2 separate regions of the Anas platyrhynchos genome follow, and region 1 is linked to region 2. A link is a contact called in public Hi-C data. All regions are on one chromosome and are shown on one strand. Each heading gives the region's core, a stretch centred on a gene start, on an enhancer-like site or on the middle of the called end of the contact. The rest is flanking DNA. Distances are from core to core; before and after follow the strand shown.

Region 1 (4,675 bases), core at 1,237-3,736, 36 kb before region 2:
ATCTTTTCTTTTTTTCTCTGGTAGCGTGAAAAGTCAGATATATGGAAGAAGTGTTTCGTTTGTCTGCTCTTTACATATGTGGGAAGGAGTCTTTTGAGAAGCAGTCTATTGGTTGAAAGAATGGAAGATATTTTAGATAAGAAATTACTTTTGCTTATAGGAAACTTACAATGCTGGCAGATTGTTTAAACTGAGATACTAGCATGGATGTATCCCCATGCACTGGAATAAAAAAAAAAAAAGTTTTTTTTTTTTTCTGATTGTCCTTTTTTTTTTTTTTTTTAAATCCAGCACTACACAAAAGAATAAACATTTCTGCTCAGCTTCAGGATATTGAAAACAGCAGTTTACAGTTGCAGTGTATTTTGAATGGTAGGTACCATGCCCTGTGGACACAAGCCTAAGAATGGGTTCAGATGAGATTAAATAATGGAATGGCCTCAAACATAAGATGTATTAAAAACTAACAGAGAGGAGAGGAGATCTTTTGTCTGACTAGCATCTCTGATATAACTGAATTGCATATTGATGTAGGTAACTGCAATCTTTTTTTTTGTTTGTTTGTTTTTTTTAAAAATAAACGTTTTCGTAGCTGTCCACTAGGTGGAGGTAGAGTTCTTCTCATTAAAGCCTAAGTGCAAAAAATGTTTTTCATATTTTTTTTTACAAGTAGACACTATTGTGTTTAAGTTCTTATTGATTTGCATTTAATGTTTCAATTCATTCTGAAAAATACAATAACACTAGTCTCTTATTTCTGATGGTACATTTTCTTTATTGCGTTAAAAAATATCTTCATCTCTCAAGCTGCTACTGGTTTTGGAAGGTCATGCTTTCATCTGGAAAACTGTCTTGTGTGAGCTTACAGAGATTTACCAATGTTGAAATAAATAATTGTTGTTGCTTTGTCACTTGCTGATTTAAATTATCTGACTAATAATGTTTTACACTTAGCTTTTGAGGTGGCATATTAAAGAAGGATATGCTGAAGTGCTACAGACAGAGCGGACAATAGATCAATCTTCGTGAAGTGGTTTATTCTTCTAGGGGAATTAGTCTTTAAGAATTTTCCAAATTACTTCTCTAACCCATTTTTATAAAAAAGACACGTCCAGCTTTTCTGATCTGCTGCTTAATCCACATTTTCATAGTTGAGACTTAACCTTTTTTTTTTGCTGGCACTAATATGCCAGCATCACTTCAATGTGTAGTCTGTCACTCCTTAGGTATATATGCTATAACTGATTTTTTTTCTCCCTAGATACCTGTAAGGTGTCGGCATAAAATGATGAGAGGCACAGACCTTTTAAAAGCATGTTAATGTAGTGGTCTGTTGGATTAAGCATTATGAAAAGTTCCATTTAGCAAATGGAGCAAAAGAGTAACATCTAGTTCCAAAACAAATGAGTGACAAATGAAGAGTTGAAAAAACTTTGCCGTGATTTTAAAATGTTTGTATGTGTTCAACTTACCAGTGTCTTTCAGGTTTAGATTGTGGAGTAACAGAAGGGTTTGGGTTGGAAGGGACCTTACAGATCACCCAGTTCCAACGCCCCACACCTCCCATCAACCCAGGTTGCCCAAAGCCCCATCCAGCCTGGCCTTGAGCACTTCCAGGGATGGGGCATCCACAGCTTCTCTGGGCAGCCTGTGACAGTGCCTCACCACCCTCTGAGTAAAAAAAGTTCCTAGTGCCTTATCTAAAGTTTTAGTTTAAAGCCTGTATTTGTGCTTGGGATTGCCCCATCCCAGGTGCAGGACCTTGTACTTGGCTTTGTTAAACTTCAAGAGGTTTGCACAGGGCCATCTCTCAAGCTCTAGATCCTTATTGCTTATCATAAGTACTTGCTTACTAATGAATTACGAAAGCATTGAAGTAATAGACTTCCTTTCAGGTTATCTGGCATATTTATTTATATGCAACCAACATGGCAAAGGTCACTGGAAAATTTGCCTTTCAATTCTCAGATAATAGAACACTGAATTATTTACATAATAAAGTGTTAATATATGTTTTTCAGAAAATCCAAGAGCTCTCTTTGATAGAAACTTTTCAGGAGGCTCAATTGCATTATGTAGTAGCCTAGGAGAAGTAGGGTATGTTAGAATATGCTGGGTGTTTTAGGAGGAGTGGGTTGTGTTAGGACGATGGGGGCTGGGTCTAGGAGACCTGGTTGCATTTTGTTCAACAGCTATCTCCTCCTGGTATCAGTCCCGGATGTAATTTTCACGTCAGGTATTAGCTCTTCCAGACAGTACTTGCCTCTTTCAGAGTGAGTGACCAGTATCAGTATTCCATAACTAAAATTAAATTTCTTAATTTCAGCAATTATTTGCTTTGATTAGGTGTAATGTCAGTCATACAAAAATACAGAGAAAGCAGGTTGGCTGATTCCTCTAAAGTTGTGTAGTGCAAACAGGGGCTTGATAAGATTGTCTCGACTTCTAGTCCAAATACCCAATCACTGCGTTTCAGGGTTTAGCATGATTACTTATTGTGCAATTGTGTATATTGTGTATATAAACTACTTTGCTGTTAGCTTCCTTGAGGACACTTTACACATGACATACTAAAATGAGCCTAAGGGTGTGTGATCTGCAGCTCTTCAGTGCAGAGTACATGAGCTGAAACAAAAAAGTCTGAACAAGTATGGGCTTTTTACCTCCACTTTCCTGGAAAAGCACATGTTGCAGCTTCTCTCCTATTAGTCAGAACACAGGATTTGTTCTGCAGGCCTCAACCTTTCCGCAGAGCTAAGAGCATTTTCTGCCCTTTTTTTTTTGTCATGTTCAACAATTTCCTATAAATCGGTTTCCTGAAATAGCACTTCAATTTTTGTCTTTAAGCTAATTTTTATTGCTAGCATCACTGTTTTCCCTCACTTGCTGATAAGAGCTGTTGCTTCCTGGTGATGCATCTAGTTGGCTTCTGTCATTGAGGCGGAAATTATTTGCAGAATGTTGAAGTAGTTCCTTTTGTTTAAATTGCCGTTTATCTTTAGTTTAGCCATTTTCCTCTTACTCCGACAACTGGTTATTGTTTGGCAAAGGAGGAGTTCAGTTTTGAAGTTTTGTTATTAATTTTTTGCAGATTTTTCTAGAGAGTACATGCACAAGAATCAAAGATTATTCAAGAACTGTACAAAACCTCTGATCAAATTTGGGAATGTCTTTTTGTTACTGTTACCAGTGGATATTGAATTATATTGTAGTATCCATGTATATTTGAATGTGTGCACGTTTATCTAGGTATCTATTTGTAAATTGTAAATCGAATATTCGTAGAACAGCTGTAGACTTTGTGAAAAACATACATAAGGAAATATTTTAATATACATATATGTGGAAAACACAGTTTATCTGCCTTCACTCTGCATTATTTTTAGGCACTGAAGGGAGGCCATGAAGAAATGAATCTGTATTTATTCAGGGTCTCCTCACAATGTAGCAGAAAAAGGTATCTCCAAAGCACGATTCAGCTCACATAGGAGCTTAAATTGCACTTCGTTGGGCCCTCTTGCTGCTAACCGTATATAATAACTACACCATAAAGGCACCAGGACTGCTTTTGGGTGCACCAGCACAGACTGATCTGTGGTCCTTCTACAGAATGGTTTTGTGACCTTGGAGAGGGTGACCATGGACAAACTATCTTTTGGGGGAATGCCTGTGGCCAGCTCTAACCCCACCTCGTCCTGTGAAATAGCAGGGGAGAGCTGTCTGGCCACAGCCGTGCCAAGGACCCATCTGAAAAATACCCCTGGGTAACACTGCTGGAGTGGCAGTGGCCAGCGACGGTTCTTGGCGGTGCTGTCTTTGTAGTACGGAAGCAACCTGTGAGACTATGGGATGGATGGAGGCTTAACCTAAACGCTCAGTGTTAGGGACCTAAGGGTGTGTGGGGTGAATCAGGTGTAACAGCTTATACCTGTCTGGAGGTGAAGGGTAGTCCTTGTGGTACCTGTCCTTGGACTGAAGTGTAGAGGGTCAGTGTGTTTCTATCATGTTTCTTGTGTAGAGGAATTCGATCAGAGAAAAGCTCCTGTGTTCACCAGAGATGTGTTAGAAATACTATTAATTTCTAAAATAAAAGCAGAGAGGATGTCTGTTTACTTAAAAAGAAACAAAAATAACAAAGAAAGACTTCTGTTGATAAGTGTTTTGAACCCTGGATACAATATCCATGTGCTTCAGCCTTCCTTCACTTTTTTAAAGCAAGAAAAACTCTATAATAATAATTAAAGTTCTGTAACATAACAGTACATTAACATAAAGACAAAAATATTGTGTTATTTTTATTTATTGTTACCAATTATGACTATTTTACATTCAATTTTTATAAATCATCATAGCTGTGCTTTAAAAGCTAATTTAAAAATCTTTGAAAGCACATGCTGGCATGTTTTTTTTTACTTGTAAATTATACATAAGTAGGGTTATACTTTTTTTTTTGTCATACATTTAACACAGTCTGTTATTTTGAATGCTGTATGTATGCTGTACAGGATTTGATAAGATGTATTTTCTCAGCAACACTTAGAGCCTTCTGCTGCATATGAGGAATAATAAGAATATACATCAGAGTACACCCGGCACGTTTTTGTTTCCTCTAACTGTTGTGCTGGAGCAGTTCATGTCACAGTTGTCTTTTTTTTTTTGTCTCCAGAGTTGATTG
Region 2 (4,545 bases), core at 279-2,778:
ACATGCCAGGCACATACACATTCTAGCACATAGTATCTGGGAGGTATTAAACTAAAATTTGAGAGAAAATAAAATGCTTAGTCAAATAAAAGGAGTTAAATTCTTTTCAGCAGCTTTGAGCGGTCCTAGTCAGGAATAGATACCGCTTAGTAATGGAAGGTTCCCAACAGGTCCTATGCCTGTTCCGTAGTCCCCAGCTCCTATGGTGTATTTATTTATTTTTATTTATTTTATTTATTTGTTTTTTTTAATTATTATTATTATTTTTAAATTATTTTTTATTTATATTTTTATTTAAATTATTTTTATTTTTTTAACACTGTTGGAAGTCATAAATATATCTTAGTATACCATCAAATATATGTGTAATTTTAATGCATGAAAATGTCATCTACTCAGAGATTATTTTTATTTTCAGGAAGTAAAGCAGAAGAGCAAGGAAATTTCCATAAGCTTAAGTGTTCTTTCAGCAGATTTATTCCAGCATATTTATAGGCATTCTTTAGAACATGTTCACGTAGCAATTTTATCCATATAATTTGCTAATAGAGAAGTCAAATATTCTGAGTTCTATTGATGAGATAGTATTTTATTCCCTTGATCAACCTGGATTATGCTTATGTATGCAGTAGAGCATACTGTACAGATCTCTAAGGCAGAGCCAGCCTAAAACAATTACTTGTACAGAGCTTGCTGCAGTGTCTTCTGAGGATACTCACTGAGGGATAATAAGGCAGAGAGGCAGAGAGGTGATAAGGATTGTGAAGAAAGGAGGCTGGGAAGAAATGAGTTTCCCCAGGGTATGGAGAATGCTGAGGTACTCAATGATTTTTTTGCCTCAGCCTTCACAAGCAAGAGCTCCAGCCTTTTAGCCCAAGCTCCAGAAAGCAAAGGCAGGGACCGTGAGAATGAAGAGCTGACCACTGTAGGAGATCATGTCTGAGACCAGTGAAGGAACCTAAAGGTGTTCAGGTGTCCATGGGACCTGATGAGATGCATCCACGGTCCTGAACTAACTGGTAAATATAGATGCTAAGCCACTGTCTGCCATACTGGAGAAGTCGTGGCAGTCCAGTAAAGTTCCCGCTAGCTGGAAGAGGGGAAACATAACCCCCACTTTTAAAGAAAAAAAGGAAAACCTAGGGAACTAAAGGCCAGTCAGTCTTTCCTCTGTGCCCAGCAAGATTGTGGAGCAGATCCTTATGGAAACTGTGCAAAGGCACATGGAAAATAAGGAGGTGATTGGTGACAGCCAAAGAAAGTAGAAGAGGACAGACATACCTGAGCCACTGTCAGATGCGGAGTGAACATGCACACTGAAGAGAAGCTTGAAGTGGATGCTGTGACTGACAAACTTTCTGTAACTCAAGTCTGTATAGAGACATGGGCTCAGGGCCGAAGAAACTGAGGAAAATTTTTCTACTAATTGCCAGAGGCCGTTGTGTACTTGCTGTATTCTTGTGGCTCCAGGGTCACGCATGTCAGGCTCACGTCCTGTGGCCTTTTGTGTCAGCCCTCAGATGCTGTGGCCCAGGGTGGATGTATGCTGAGTCACCCCTGGGGATGATGCATCCTAATCCACTCCGTATGAATACTCTGCAGTGGAGAAGTTCAGCGTGGGAGAACTAAAGTGCTGTTGTCTCAGACGTCTGGCAAATGAGAACGATTTTTACAGGTGTACAGCGTGGCCAAATTCCAGTGTGTTTAATGCAAAAATCTTCCACATCTGGAAAATTTCCTACTGTATTTCATGTCATTTCTCCACATGAAACCACTGTACCTTCCGAATAAAATGGATTTATAAATTTAAGAATGGCAAAACATAAGGTGTTCATCTCATTCTTGAATACAGAAGAATTATTTTTGTTGGAAAGAAATTTTCAGTGAAAAAATGTCTATTGGAAAGAAGAAATAATCAGAACAGAAATCTTGTATAGGAAATTTTAGCCTATTTTAAATTAAAATAAAAGCATTTGCTATACAGATTATGTCATAAAAAATAATTAAACTAGAGTGAAATTATCTGGAAGAATTTGACTCCTTTGGGTTAAAAGACGAGAAATATAAAGAGGAATTTGGACCGTGTCTTCAAATATACTAAAGGTTTCTGCAAAAATGAGTTATGTTAACTGTGAATAGTACAAGAAATAACAGGCTTAAATTGCAATAAAATATGTTGGAAAAAAATCCTTCTGTAAGGATCATCAAAAATGGAAAAAGATTACTTATAGATGTATATTCACCTCCATTGTTGGACAACTTTTAAAATAGGTCAGCTAGACTTCTGTCAGATGTAACATAAAAACCTACTCTAAGCCCTGGGGACACGTGTGAACTGCATAATCTTTTGAGATTATGCTTTCTTACTTTTTTTTAAAGGGGAAAGGTCACTGTGTAGCAGCAATTACTAGGTCCGTGTGATATAAAAGCATGTTACTAATAACTGTAGTCAGATAAAAACTGCATTTTACATTTAAAGACTCTGCATACCAGCAAGAGAGATTCTGCTCATGAGATGAATAACAGGATGATTGTTTGCAGTAGAAAACCCAATAGTATGACAAAATGGCAAATATTTAAAAAATACGAATTCTTCAGATTCTTAACTCAGCAAGCTAGAACGTCATGCAGTAGATTTTATAGCACTCTTCTTCAAAGAACCAAAACAAATGCATGAACCTCTACTGAGTTAAAATCACGACATCCTTAGATGCAAGGTCTCTGAGACCACAGCTGCCCATTAAATTGAAACCAAAAAAATCAAGTTTATGTAGCACCATCACATTTTCCCATAAGGCCATAATTGGAGTAAGAGATTTACATCTCCATCAGCAGGAGATCTGAAAGTAGCACTTCCTGAATTGACCCAAGTGAATGGGTGAACGACTTCAGTACAAGATTAAAGTAAGATACATCTCAGTTTGCTTTCAGCAGCTGTTTGTCATGATTAGAGTTATAAACAAGATGAGAAATAGGAATATAAATCACTTTTGTACATTTTATCTGGCATATTCTAGATGGATGGATAGATTAACTGCCACCTGTGGCAGTTTGGGGTATACTTATGGATTTTTGTCTTCCTGTTATTTTCAGTTCTTTTGTCTTAATAGAAATTAATGACTGTAGAAGCAATTACAATGGCAACATGAGATTTTACGTAAATAACAATTTGGCATTTTTCAGTATTGTGTTGTAGCTTTAAAAGTAATCTCTCTGATCTTTTGCACCACTTCAAATCTATATTACTTATAGCAATGTCATATGCAAAATTTTTTTTCTAATAGATTTACTAAAAGGATTGTTTTGTGTTGTATCATACAATTATTAAGGCAGCTTCTCAGCCTATTAAATGTAGCTGTACATTGATCTGTATTTGATTACTGTGTTTAATGTTGCTTAATGTGCATGAACATAACTATATAGAAAGGTTTTAATTAAAGGGCTTCTTTCATGGAAGGTTTAAAGGCAGATGGTGTTTGTTTATATTTTGTGTTTAACAGAAATTAAAAAAAAAAAAAAGAAAAAAGAAAAGAGCATTTAGTGTTTACTTGTAGCTCATCTATCCCTGGAAATTAAAGGAAGCAAAGTTGAACAAAGTGACACTGTTCTGCAAGAATAAACTGTACTCCTCCTGTTTAAAGTCCAGCGTGCTCCTACACTTCAGATCTGGCTGTGGACCAATTGTAAAGTATTCCTTTTTCCTGGAACTGAAAGGCTGCCTATTATAACAGCAATAATGCTGATAGCATAATCAACATTACTTAAAATCTGCTTTGTATCTCTCGTCTGTTGCTTCTGAGTTTACGTCATACAGAGTTGTATATTACTTTGTGCCAGAAGAAGGATGAATTGGCAGTTTCTGTTAATGGAGATGAAAAGCAGTGATTTTTCAAATTTATTTGCATCCTTTGAGTATTTATAAATTATGAAAGAATACATCATTTGATGATAGTTCATGTCTTTAAAGTCTTTATATGCGAGTTGCTGGAACTTATCCCAAATACTATTCGGCAGTATTATCACTGATCTGCTACCCTGTGGGAAGGCTTCTGTGCATCGTCATGCAAGACTTTCATCATTCAGGTGGCTACTATCATAACTGACCATAAAATAGTAAATGTGAACTAGTTATGTTCCTGTGTGTACATACCTGTAAATCATAGTAGATAAAGTTAGTCTTGACCTTTCCATTGTTAATATAATTATAAATCCAATACAGTTTTAATTTTTGTTCTGGCATTTTTCCAATGTTGTAGCAATTTCTTCTTATTGCTGATTATCACTTCTACTGGATTAGACAGATTTTTTATATTTAGCAATGTCTCTGTTGGGTATTTGTGTTTGCCAAACTTCTCGCAATTGAGCTTAAAGAAAAGAGAAAAAATGTCAACTATGCTTAATTAATTTTATTAATATTACATGGTTTATAAGATTAGAGGATTTCTTTCTTAGAGCAGCTCTCCAAATTGGAAGTTCATTTGTGTACTTTTGCCTGATTCAGCAAGTGTGTTTGCAACCAATTTGCTTAGTTGACCTGGTACAGAG

What was found. Hi-C and Micro-C count contacts between places; a contact is called where the count stands out from the background.
Region 1: a Hi-C map of liver shows a contact between it and region 2, with 2.1 times the contacts expected there. The contact joins two enhancer-like sites. A contact is called at or near these places in 2 of 8 Hi-C or Micro-C datasets (liver and subcutaneous adipose tissue).

Annotation. Positions count from the first base shown.
Region 1 is chrZ:14,692,297-14,696,971 of IASCAAS_PekinDuck_T2T, reverse strand. All of the region lies in intron 1 of TTC33 (tetratricopeptide repeat domain 33), which reads left to right. Among named protein-coding and RNA genes, the nearest start is that of TTC33, 8.9 kb to the left of the region's middle. Within about 2 kb of position 2,486, at least 1 of the 8 cell types and tissues checked has an H3K27ac peak or open chromatin away from gene starts, as enhancers often do.
Region 2 is chrZ:14,655,569-14,660,113 of IASCAAS_PekinDuck_T2T, reverse strand. All of the region lies in intron 3 of TTC33 (tetratricopeptide repeat domain 33), which reads left to right. Among named protein-coding and RNA genes, the nearest start is that of PTGER4, 20 kb to the right of the region's middle. Within about 2 kb of position 1,528, at least 1 of the 8 cell types and tissues checked has an H3K27ac peak or open chromatin away from gene starts, as enhancers often do.